Regions from separate parts of the Mus musculus genome. Here all the other regions are linked to region 3. Evidence: chromatin contacts called from public HiChIP or PLAC-seq data. All regions are on one chromosome and are shown on one strand. The core of a region is the stretch at or near the end of the contact, and the rest is flanking DNA. Distances in the headings are between cores, read along the strand shown. Region 1 overlaps Gm36355 (a long non-coding RNA gene). Region 2 has its middle 18 kb from the start of Gm36301. Region 3 overlaps Vgll4 (vestigial like family member 4).

What was found. HiChIP or PLAC-seq counts read pairs in DNA pulled down with a chosen protein or histone mark.
Region 1: a FOXA1 HiChIP or PLAC-seq map of pancreatic cancer cells shows a contact between it and region 3. The contact joins two enhancer-like sites. A contact is called at or near these places in 1 of 39 promoter capture datasets (hippocampal neurons) and 2 of 115 datasets of contacts at active chromatin or transcription factors (embryonic stem cells and pancreatic cancer cells).
Region 2: a contact with region 3 is called in an HNF4G HiChIP or PLAC-seq map of pancreatic cancer cells. The contact joins two enhancer-like sites.

What each region holds. Positions count from the first base shown.
Region 1 is chr6:115,524,775-115,528,952 of GRCm38.p6, forward strand. Gm36355 (a long non-coding RNA gene) reads right to left here. Exons shown (of 7, transcript XR_869382.3): 7 at 638-2,993. Among named protein-coding and RNA genes, the nearest start is that of Gm36301, 7.4 kb to the left of the region's middle. Within about 2 kb of position 2,892, at least 17 of the 459 cell types and tissues checked have an H3K27ac peak or open chromatin away from gene starts, as enhancers often do. A contact at or near this core is called in pancreatic cancer cells, where this site is marked.
Region 2 is chr6:115,499,061-115,503,223 of GRCm38.p6, forward strand. No RefSeq gene overlaps it. Among named protein-coding and RNA genes, the nearest start is that of Gm36301, 18 kb to the right of the region's middle. Within about 2 kb of position 2,216, at least 43 of the 459 cell types and tissues checked have an H3K27ac peak or open chromatin away from gene starts, as enhancers often do. A contact at or near this core is called in pancreatic cancer cells, where this site is marked.
Region 3 is chr6:114,887,125-114,891,176 of GRCm38.p6, forward strand. It overlaps Vgll4 (vestigial like family member 4), which reads right to left. Exons shown (of 5, transcript NM_177683.3): 2 at 3,493-3,682. Among named protein-coding and RNA genes, the nearest start is that of Vgll4, 33 kb to the right of the region's middle. Within about 2 kb of position 2,092, at least 214 of the 459 cell types and tissues checked have an H3K27ac peak or open chromatin away from gene starts, as enhancers often do. A contact at or near this core is called in pancreatic cancer cells, where this site is marked.

The DNA.
Region 1 (4,178 bases), core at 1,642-4,141, 640 kb after region 3:
CGCGCAGAGGTGAGGGGTGACAGGGCTCCGGCTGGGCTACATCCTACCCCTCTCCAGCTCCCTGGCAGTCATGCCAGTCCTGCACCCCTGCCTCCCAGGCTGTAAGAATAAGGCAGCAACTGACTTTTCAGGGATAGGCAAGACTGTATAGGTCAAAGGTTGTACAGACCACTTCTCCACCCCATCCCCCCACCCCACCCCCAATTCTTCCTCCTCTTCTACTTCTTCTGTGTCACCTTATCTGACCTGGAATTTGCAATGTAGAAGGCCAGGATGGCTGACCTTGAACTCACAGAGATCTGCCTTCCTCTGCTTCTAATGTGTTGGGGTCATGCACTGGCCTGGAGCTTGTCATGACTAGCCAGAGAGCCCCAGAGATCTGCCTGTCTCTGCCTTCCCAGACATTGAGATTACAAAGCACACCACAATGCCTACTTTGTTTGGTTGGTTGAGTGTTTGTTTGTTTGTTTGTTTGTTTTTGTTTGTCCCCCACCCCCACCCCCGAGACAGGGTTTCTCTGTGCAGCCCTGGCTGTCCTGGAACTCACTCTGTAGACCAAGCTGGCCTGGAACTCAGAAATCCGCCTGCCTCTGCCTCCCAAGTTCTGGGATTAAAGGTGTGTAACACCATTGCCCGGTGCCTACTTTGTTTTTAAACGTGGGTTCTGGAGGTTGAAATCAGGTCCTCTTCCATACAAACCCTTTACCGTCTGAACTACCCACTTAGATTGTCAGAACACCCTCACTGCCTCCAGTGCTTTCCTTCCTCCAACAGCAACCATGCAAGCTGTCCCAGAGTCAGGATTCTTGGATATCCCTAAATGTACAGTACCCTGTCCTTCGACAGAGCCAGCATTGACTGGAAGCCCCACTAACTTGTTTGCCCACGGGGTCTTTGTGGCCCGCTGATGCATACCTGCATTTTAAAAGGTTTTAATGTGTCACTGTTTAATCCTTCCTGGGGAGATATTTTCTAGATGATAGCAATATTTTGTACATAATATACTTATTTAGTATCGAGAACATGGGGGAAGGTGAAGTCAGCGCACAGCCAGGGAGGCTCCTTTGCAGCCCAGGTCAGGTGGGAGGGAAGAAAGAGGCACCTGACCTGGGAGCAGTGACTTCCGGGAACCACCGCCGGTCCAGGCAGTGTCTGGGACACTTCCTAAGGATTGTGACCTGTGGTGGCAAGTGGGAAGACTAATTAAAGGAAACCAAAGATAAGTGGAGCTCCTCCCCCCTCCCAACCCAAGCACACTTGACTTTCTGCTACTGATACCCGGCAAACTACAGGCAGGCTTTGCGTTGTTGCTTGTTTGCAGTATGGTTTTGTTTGTTTGTTTGTTTGTTTGTTTGTTTGAGACAGGATCTCAGAGAGTCTAGGCTGGCCTCAAACTCCATAGGTAGTCAAGGATGGTCCTGAACCCCTAGTCTACACCTCCCAAATCCTAGGATTACAAGTCTGTACCACCATGTCAGGGTAATGTGGTAGCAGGGATGGAACTCAGGGCAAAGAAGTCAGGGAATCTGTCTGTCTGGACCCAGGTAGGCACTCTCCACCTGGAGAAGTGGGAGACCAGAAAACAACAACAACAGCGCACACACACACACAATTCCTCAAAAGTCAGATGGGGGGGACTGGGCCCTTCATTGTATGCCTTTCTAGCCATGTTGTTTGTGCACTGGCTGCAGGTGAGAAGCCTGTGACCAGTGGTGCAAGGGACAGAGGTGCCCTGCACAGCAATTTCTAGAGGAATGGAAACAGGCAGTGGTAGAATGGCCCAGAAGGTGTCTGAGGAACAGGCAACGCTACTGGAGCTCGGGGGAGACAAAGGGCAGAAACACTGGAAGAGGGGATTTCTTTCCAACCCAGTGAATATTTCAATTAGTGGTTCTACTTCTTGGTTATTGGTTACTTAGTTGTTTTCATGCTAGGTTAGTTGGTTGGTTGGTTGGTTGGTTGGTTGGTTGGTTGGTTGGTTGATTAGTGGCTCTGTTGGTTAGATGATTGATTGTTCAGTTGGTTAGTCAATTGGTTGGATGACCAGTTGGTTTAGTTGTTCAGTCCATTGATTCATTGGTTGTTGAATGATGGTTATCCCATTAGTTGTTTACTTGGTTGGTTGGTTGACTGTACAGTTGGTTGTCTATTTGGTTTCTGGGTCAGCTGATTAGTTGGTTGGTTGGTGGCTTAGATGGTTGGCTGGTTGCTTGGTGGTTCAACTAGTTGCTTGATTTGCTGGTTGGCTGCTGGTTGGTTAATTTGTTGGTTGGTCGCTGAGTTGGGAATTGTCAATATGGACAAATCTTAGGTTCTGTTGCCTATTTGAAATATTTCCTGGACTTCCTTAAGAAAATTCCATCTGAGACTGAGATACAGTTTAGTGGTACACTTCACTTGTCTAACATGTGAAGTGCCGAGGTCCACCTCCAGCACCACAAAGAAATCAGAGGAGAAGAGAGAAGAGTGGGGTAAATGGAGAGGGACAGGGCAGTTCCAGAACCTAATCCACCTCCTACTTACATGAAAGCATTTGTCCATTCAAGAAAGATTCATCTGGGCTTCCTCTTACAGCTCTATGAGGCCATTTGATATATAAACTCCTTGTTCAAGTTCATGGGATCTGTCCACAAAGGCTTGGCTTCCTGTTAGTGCCAAGGTCATGGATGTGGTAGGAGCTTTTAAGAGTACTGCTACCTACCAGGGACTGTATCCCTCTCTTTCTCACACACAACACACACACACACACACACACACACACACACACACACACACAGGACTGGAGCAGCCTGGAGGCACCTAGAAAGCTCTCAAGGGCACTGAGTTATCAGGCGTGTCCTCCAGTCTCCACCAGGTCTGGTCTTTGCTGATGGCTGGCGATAGGGCTCCTCTGTGGGCCAGCCTCCACTGCCTTGCTCTTCAGCAAACATTCCAGGGGGGTTGTTCAGCCTGCGGTTAATGTGGGTTGCCATTCATTTCATCTATATCACAACCTGGAAGCAAACAAACAGAAAGCTATATAGATTTTAAAAGTCTAAATTAAGTCATAATGGGGCGCAGAGGATCTGGTTAAATTTGCAAAAAATAGATTTGCTAATTCCTCTGTTCTCTGTGCCAGTGCAGAGGCGACACACTTTACTAATAGCGAGACCAGGACAGCTCCAGGCTGTTCCTGCCTTCCTGCACTCCCCTCAAGTCCTCCACAGTTCTTAGGGAAAAAGAGGGGATCCTGTGGGCACAAAGGCAAACAGGGAGCAACTTTGAAGATATGTATGAGCCAGAGTAAGGCTAACAGAAGGCCCAGGAGCCAGGCCCTGTGCACACTGCTCACACTCCCACCCTGTGTCTTCAGAGTGAGCCAACAGGTAGCTCACTGCCATCCTTATCTGCAGTTTCTCCATCCGACATGTCTTGAAACTTTCCAAGGTTAAAGATGGCATCTGTACTGAACACGCACAAATCTTTCTCTGTGCAGTTGTTCCCTAAACACAGTAAACTGTCTATCTCTCTAGCACGTGCTCCTCATCCAGTATTTGATGCAACCCAAGATTTAAGGGTCTCAAAAGGATGTGTACAGGCGGGTCCTATGCAAGTGCCATGACGTACTACAAAAGGGGGTCTCAACCCATCGCAAGGACTGTGGAGGGGGGAGCTCCTATCCCCATCTGTCAGATGAGACAGATAAAGCTCCAGCAGGCAAGCCCTGTGCCTGAGGTCATAGTAGGCTTTGAGTTCTGCTAGTAGCAACCAGGGGCCCAAGTTGACTGTTTCAAAGATCCCCCAGGCTTGTTATCCTGCTTCATCTTCCTGTACCGGGGTTTCTCTATGTCTCACCAGCCTGTTGGTACAAATGAGTCACCTAGACAACTGGCTATCATCTCACCAGCCCAGCCCCAGCCCTGGCCCCCTGCTCACCTGGGTCTTTAGCCACCCACCTCAGCACTTCCTAGAGCAAGAGTCCCTGAGATGTCCACGATCTCTTCTCCTTCAAAGTTTACCCAGTCAAGAACACCACGGAACATGGCAGAGTGGGCTTTCTGGGGCTAGAGAGATATACCCCACTAGAAGTAGGGGAACAGGGTTCTGGTGGCCCCATGAGCAAGCAACCTCAGTGCTGCCCTCGCCCTTAGGAGCTTCCCTGTAGAGGGAAGATGGGTACTGTTGGTTCTCAGCATGTC
Region 2 (4,163 bases), core at 966-3,465, 610 kb after region 3:
GGGACCTGGTATCTGACCCGGAGAAATCCATTCATTTATCACGCGGCAAGGCTGGGCCTCTGCTCCCAGCTATACCAGCGGTACCTAGATTGCATGTCTCCTGGAAGATCAAATAAAGGAACCAGGACAAAAACCTTATCACTGCTGCTAGCAGACGAGAGAGTTTGACACCCGGTGAATCCAGAGAGCTAGCCTAAAGGTTTAAGAAAGAAAGGTGGGGGCCTACACAATTCAGGTGTCTTTCTTAGTTGTGCTACTTGAGAAAATGAAAGCATGCAGGTTTAGGGGTGGGGTGCGAGGGGGTGGGGGAGGGGGGCAGGAATCAATTACATTTGAATGCTGGCAAGGTTGTGTACCTGCTGCAGTCGCAAGCAAGCTGATTCCTCTCTGTGCCTCAGTTTCTCTATCTGCACATCTAAAAAGTTGTTCTGTCTTCTGGCCTTGACATCCCAAAATTTCAGGCCTCCCAGGGAGGCAGGCCAGAGGACAGAACTCTGGCTGTCCATCAGAGGCCCACGTCCTTCGCTGCCTGAGCATGTGTTCTCAACTCAGAGCCACCCAGGCCTGGGCCAGGCTGCAGCCTGCGCTCATTAAGGGCCTGGGGCCGCTCCAACCTGAGTGAGTTGGCTGCCTCCAAGGGCAGGGGAGGGGACACCGGATGGCTGGTTGGTTCCCACCCGAAGCCAAACTGCTTAGAGAAGGGCGTTGTGCTGAGTCAGTTGCTGGCAGCTCGGCCTGGGGTCCCTGGCCACCCTGCCTGCCAGATGGGCCAGCTCCAGGCAGGCCTCTGAGGAGCCCACGTTATGCCTCCAAGGAGCCCGTGTTATCGACGACGCTGCCGCTGCTGCCACAGTGGTGGGCAACATGCCTTGGAAAAGCTGCACTATGGCCAGGCCTCCCAGGGCTCCCGGGGTGGGACAGCTGCTGATGAAGGGGGACTATTTTTTTTTAAGGAGCTGCCTCCTACTGACAAGATGCTAGCCAAGGTTTTCTCCTTGCTCTGTTGCCTGATGAGGGTGACTATTCTCTCAAACACCACGCGCAGTCTTTGCTCCTCAACTGCCTTCCACCTCCTGAGTCCTGGCTCAAGCTTAGCAAGGCAGTGTTTTGGGGTCAGGACACAGCCAGGAGCACACGGCAAGGGTATCTAAGGCAGAGGAGCCCCTAACGCAGAGGTCACATGCAGAGTGAAGGCAGGGCTCAGAGAAGCCAGCAGAGGACGGGGATCAAGGAGTGCTGGGAGGTGAGGGAGGACCGCAGACCTCCAAGACGCTTCAGCCTTGCAGGGGCTTCTGGGCAGAGAGATGCTAAAGCCAGAAGCAGGGCCCGGAGAAGGTCAGAAAGGAAACAGTCTGCGGAGGCACCGCCCAGGGAGACAGGTGGCAATGAATGTGTAGGACATGCCAGGAAGAAAACCAACACACAGGCCTGGGCTCCAGCCCCGAAAGCCACGGATGCGGGGGACAGATGTGTAAGACAGCACAGTATCTGCATAGGACCACCGTACACCCTTCTGTAAGTTCAAAACTATGTCTGAGTTAAAATACTCAACCCAGCAAAGGTGCTGTGTAAACAGGTGCCACATCGGTTTGGGAAACAATGACCCAAGTCTGCCCACGCTTAATACAGACACAATTTTCCCTAATATTATATGCAAAATTGTTTGAGTTCACTTATGTGGAAACCATGGATACTAAGAGTTGACTATCATTTTTTTTATTTTGTTGTTGTTGTTGTTTTTAAGTTTCAAAATCACACTTAAATTGTCCTTTGAAAGCCAAATATGTCTCACTTGAGTCCAAGGACTTCCAAAAAGAAAAGCTCTTCCCAAAATGGGGTGTTCCCTTCCTCTTATGGCTTCATATGCCCCTAGGACAGGGCTGTGCACCCCACTCTAAGAAACACGAGCCCTATCGGCCTTTAAAGAAAAGACTTGAGTTGCTGAATGTCACACGGGTGAGAGTCTCTTCTAGCCAAGCACAGCTACCATTAAAGAGCAGAGCTTGGGGAGAGGAAGGTGGGGGGTGGGGGGTGGGGGTGACCTGAGGTCAGCAGAAGCAGGACAAGGAAAAAGGAGAGCCCAGTGTCAGTAAATATTCACTGGCCTTGCCTGTCCCCAGCTCTCCTCAGCCTCTAGGGACACAGAGATAAGGCTGGTGTGACTCAGGCCACCAAGGAACTCACTTTCATGGAGATAAACACAGAAGCTGGCAGCCACAGGACAGCCTGGCAAGCAGAGGAAGCCAGAGGGCTGGAGGCAGGGTGGGTGAGGCCGGATGACCTTGGGCAGGACTTCTGGAACCTTCCTGGGACTCTTCTTATGTAGCTTAAGGAATGCACAGCTACCCCCGGGGGTCACAGTGAGGAGGCACGGAGGTAAAGCAGGGCCAGCACTGCCCACTCTGCTCCCCACCCCCACCCCAAGGGTTAGTGCTGGGGACAGATTGCAAGTGAAGATAACCTCATCTTCCAGCTGGTGTCAGCTGCCACCTAATATCAGAAGGGATTATTTGAAATTTCCCAGGCAGGCTGAGCTATGGGCTTTCCAGTCCCGTGAAAGTGGGGAAGAAAGTCAACTTGGCTTCACAGAGGAGGTGACATTGGAGACCAAGTCTCAAAGGAGGATTTATGAAACAAGAAAGAAAGAAACGCTAGGTGAGGGGCTCGTGTGCAAAGGCATATGGGGAAAGCAGTGTTTCTGTTTCACTAAGCCTAGGGCACTTGGAAGAAGCGAGTCAGAGCAGCAGAACAAAATCAATCAGGCTAAGAGAGCTCGGCAAACCAGACCAGTGAGGCTGGAGCTCATCCTAGGGAGAGTGGGAAGCCATAGAAGACCTTCAGCAGCTATGCTTGCTTTCCTGAGAAAGTCACATCTGTAAAGGGAAAGGTTTGTTCTGGCTCAGGTTCAGGGCTTTCAAATCCATGGCTGGTTGGTCACATTGCTTGGGGCTGTGATGAGGTTGTGCACAGTGGTGGCTATATTGCAAACCAGAAAACAATGAGAGGAGCAAGCTGAGGCCCTATCTATAGTCCCCTCAGGAATACACATGATGACCTAAGGCCTCCAAGGTCCTGCTTCTCAAAGTTCCCCTGTCGTCCTCCTTGAGCCATCACCCTGGAAACCAGACCTTAACACGTGAGGCTTTGGGGGAACATCCGAGATCCGACCTTCCAAGCTAGAAAGTAGCATAGCTGATACTCGACTTGAGATCCCTTGGCCAGCCACTGGGAAGACAAGGGTGATGGGAAGACCACAAGTGGTAGCAGCGGTGGGAGGGGATGGCTTTGGTCATAGAAACAGAGGGAACAGACAGATGTGGGAACAGTCTTGGGGAGTGCAGAAGACAATGATCAAGTTTTGACTTGGTCACACAAGCTGTGTGGTGGTGCTTCACCTCCTGGGAAAAGATTACCTGCAGGACCCCAGGTCAGGTGTCTAAATCGCTATGGGATGCAATGGGAATCTGGATCTTCAGGGTGCGATGAGCTGGAAGATACAGGAGGGTCATGGGAGAAAGTACTGCCAACCACGCATCAACCACAGTAAAGGGCAGTAGAGGAGCCATCTTGACTCTCCAGGCCCCATCTCCCCCACTGAAGTCGACAGGCAGCTTGACACATTTTTTTTTTCTTATTTTCTTTTTATCCCTGAAAAGATTCTCCAAATATTTATCAGGCACTATTTTTGTGCTGGGGCCATTGGAGAAGTTACTCCCAACCAGCTGCCAGTTCTTAAGTCATCCCAGACAGAGACATGTGTCAACCCATTTCAACAGTGAGGACTGTATCCATTTCAAAGTTCTTCAAAGGCATGTAAGCAATGACGCTAAGACTGGAACTTAGTCTTCTGGATCGGTAACACTGACAACCCTTCAAATTGGCAGGGCCAATGACCCCCAGGGTGGAGGGTTAGAGGCCTCCATGGATGGTCCTCACCCCAGATACAGGAAGTCCCATCCAGCGCCTCTCATACCTAGACACATGCACCACAGAGAGGATGTGCCTTGTCCTGCCTCCTTCATAAATCTTTACTCTATCTGGTCACTGTAAGGAATACTTCTCAGAATACACCTTACCTTCTAGAGTTTTATAACCGCAAAGGTGGCAAGGCCCAAGGGCAGAGTCCTTTTCTTCTTAAGTCCCTTCTCCCTATTGGCCCATGT
Region 3 (4,052 bases), core at 842-3,341:
ACGTGACACCTGCCAGGGAACCACGGCTTCCTGAGACAGTGGCCATGAGGCTAGGAGAAAAAGGAGGGGCCCAGGGGCAACTGAGAGGCTAGATGGAATTGAACTCATGGGGCTCTGTGAAAAGGCAAAAAGAAAAGTGGACACCACCCCCAAGACAGGCTGCACTAACCCCTCCCTCCATGGCAGTAATCCCGCCCCACCCAGGCAACTCCCTGACATCCATGTTCTCAGCACATTTTCTCAGAAGTAATTGTCTTCCTCAGAGCCACCAGTCTTGCAAGAAAATTGGCAGGGTAGACTTGAGACAGGTAACAAGGACCAAGCACTAGAGCAATCCTGAGGGGTACCCCTGTCCCCCAAAGCTCCCACTGTACTTCAGGACTCCTTACTGGCTCTACCTGCCCTGGTCAGCATCACACCACGGGGTCAGAGGACCACATCTTCAAGCCCCTCTTTGCTCGTGGCTCAAACTGTGTTTCAACAACGTGCCCTCCTCAGCATCAGCGCAATCCCCTTGATGATAAAGCAAACAAGGCATGCTTTGCCTACACACCATTAGCAAATTCTAGAAAGCCAGAACACCTCACATTCTCTTTCAAGATACAAATACACTAGGGTCATTTCTGACCCCATAGATAGTGGCCCTAATGTCCTCTTAGTCACAAAATAAAGAGGGACACGCCACAGCTCAAACAAGACACATCTACAAGTCAATCAACATACATGCCAAGTACCAACAACACGAGTGAGCAAGATTGAGAAAACACCTAGTGTCAATGTTTGGTCTCCACACACACCTACACATATGTGCACCTTCATGCACATACATGAACATGCACACAGAATTTATATGTGTATTTTACTATAATTTTTTTTTAAATGGGGAAAATCCACCTACCTGGATTTTCCTTTGGGAGCCCAGAGAGCCTGGCAGAATGAGGGCACAGTTTCTAGTTTTCCTCAAACTTTGCATAATGATGCTAACTGGGAGCTGAGCACCAAATCTGACGATTCTTCTCTCATTTCCACAGTGCTGGGGGCTACGTGAGGACCATGGGCACCAGGCAGATGCTGCCATTCAGCCATACCACTGCTACCCCTCACCATCCTGTAGGCTTAAAGCTCTTTAGAGTGTCGACACAGACCGGTATTTCAAGCTCTTGTTTTCAATCACCAAGGAGCTACAAAATGATTTCTCAACTATTTTAATACTCTAATGTTTTTAACTACAGCCAGGCATGATGGTGCCCGTCCATAATCCCCATGATGGGAAGGCAGAGGCAGGAGAATCAAGAGTTCAAGGCTAGTCAGGGCTACCTAGTGAGTTCAAGGCCACTCTGGGTCACGGAAGCCGGGCCACCAGGCACTGCACTAGATCCTTACAATAATCTAATGAGAAGGCATACTCACTGCCCCGTGGGACAAGAAGAAGGTGGCATCTGAGCCAGAGTACCCAGCCTAAGACACACATTCTCAAACACTCATCACACTCGTGTTTTCTGCTGTCCCCACAGCCAACATCTGCACAGTGAGGTTATGAATAATAGTATCCACCTGAGTATTTCCTTGATTTAACTCTGAGATTCTCAGTCTGCCAGCCCGATCACTGCCATCTGACAGTAAGGACATGGGGCCCAGAAACACCAGGTCTCACAGCTGGTAAGCCACAGCAGGAGGACTTCAACTAAAGCATGGCCCCAGTCTACACAGTCACAAGGCTGCCTCTTCTTCCCTTCCCCTCCCTTGAAAAAATAAAACAAAGGGTCAAGAGTCTCTCATTTGGGTTTGGGAAAGTTGGATGGAGGGTAGTACAAGCATGGATGCCAGGCCTCTCAGCGAGGAGCGCCATCTGATTCCCTCCCAGGCAGTGAGTGAGAGAGGGCGCTGTTCTGCGCAGCCTCCGCTGCTAGATTCCTGAGTGTAGCAAATTCCAGGCTCCAGACTGCAGGCTCAGCCTCTGACTAACACTACAGTGATTTATTTGAGGATAAATACCTCTGTCAGTGTCTTATGACTGAACACAACAGAGCAGGCAGATTGGCATGCGCGGAATGTGAGGACGCGGGCTGAGGCAGCAGAGGCCAGAGCCGCCTCCAGCTACAGAGCGCGGTCTGCAGGAGGGACCCTGCACTGCACCTGCTGCTGCCAGCATCAGCCAGCCCGGGCTGGGGAGCAATCCCAGTGACTACAAACCACTCATCTGCACATGGGGACACGGACTGGCTACACAACTGCCACAGCCCAGACACCAAGTCCTGAAAGTGCAATGTGACATACACTGTCTTAGCCGGCCAGACCATGTCACAGATTCAGAGAACGCCAGCTTAAGCCGCTTTGAGTTGAAAATGGGTTTAAGAGATAGGCTGGAGAGAAGGCTAGGCAGTTAGGAGAACTGGCTGCTCTTCCAGAAGACCTATCGACATACATGCAGGCAAAACACCAATGCACATAAAAATAAATAAAATCTTTAAAAAAATAAAAGAAAGAAAATAAAGTTTGAAAGAAAGAGAGAGAGAGCGAGAGAGAGAGAGAGAGAGAGAGAGCGAGAGAGAGAGAGAGAGAGAGGAAGGAAGGAAGGAAGGAAGGAAGGAAGGAAGGAAGGAAGGAAGGCAGGCAGGCAGGCAGGCAGGCAGGGCAGTGGTGGCACACGCCTTTAATCCCAGCACTTGGGAGGCAGAGGCAGGTGGATTTCTAAGTTCGAGGACAGCCTGGTCTACAGAGTGAGTTCCAGGACAGCCAGGGCTATACAGAGAAACCCTGTCTGGAAAAGAAAGAAAGAAAGAAAGAGAGAGAGAGAGAGAGAGAGAGAGAGAGAGAGAAGAAGAAGAAGAAGAAGAAGAAGAAGGAGGAGGAGGAGGAGGAGGAGGAGGAGGGGGAGGAGGAGGAGGAGGAGGAGGAGGAGGGGGAGGAGGAGGAGGAGGAAGGGAGGGAGGGAGGGAGGGAGGGAGGGAGGGAGGGAGGGAGAGAGGGAGAGAGAGAGAGAGAGAATGAGGATCAGAGAAGACACTAGGGTAATCCAATCAATTGCAATGCCAATCAAGGATCTGACACCAAGAGATGTCACCATGGCTCCAGGCTACCCCCAGCTGCACAGTGCGGTGCATGGTCACAACAGGGTGCAATACTGAACGCCCATGCAACAGCCTTCCACTTGGGTAACTCACAAACACCCAGTATCGATTTGCATAATGGCCAGCAGAGGAGACTGGCAAGCAAAAGCCAAGTTTTCCAAACAGCACCCATAGTTCACCTTCAGGGCTGCTCCCCTCCAACATGAGAGGTTGTCGGAGTTGAAAAGAAATAAGATGTCATCTCTGCACCAGTCACTAAAGTCAGCTCGACACCTTCCTGTCATATAAACACCACCTATCTTTTATAAACAACGTCCTCTATCAATAACTAAGGAAATCATGATGACGTGATGGGAGGAAAGGTGAAGGGAAACACAGCCCAGCCCAGAGCAGGCAAGATCCCAAAGAGGGTGGAACTTACAAATGGGGGCTGAAGATGCGGCTCATCTTGGAGACGTGGTCGTTTTCACAGTCCAAGTCCTTGTCCCCGGGCTCCATGCTGAATTTCCTCTTGCTGGGGCTGATGGGAGGCGGGCCTGTGCGGTGACTGCTGAGCGCAGAGGCCACCGGGAGGGTCTGCATCCTGGGTTCTCCCCTGAGGGAAGCTTCACCTATGCAAAGAAAATTAGGATGTTATCAGCAGTCGGGCGGGAAGGCGGGAGGAGCGCCCCATTGTGGTCTCCACAGTCCCCCAGCTCCCTGGCGCCTGGCCCGGCCCCTTGCAAAACTCTGTGTGGAAAGTTTTGGCAATACAGCAGGCAGCCTGCCATTCTCAGAACATGGTCTGGGCATGCAGCCACTGCCAAGCAGGGGACATTTGACATCAACAAGGTTTGCCAGCACTAGCTCCTCAGGGTAGAGTTTAAAACGAAAAGTTGCTATAAACAGCAGAGAGAGGGAAACTGATCGTGAGCAATCCCCACAGGGAAGTTAAAACTCGGAAGGCCCTTTGATTCTCAGGAACTCAACCCCATACCTTTA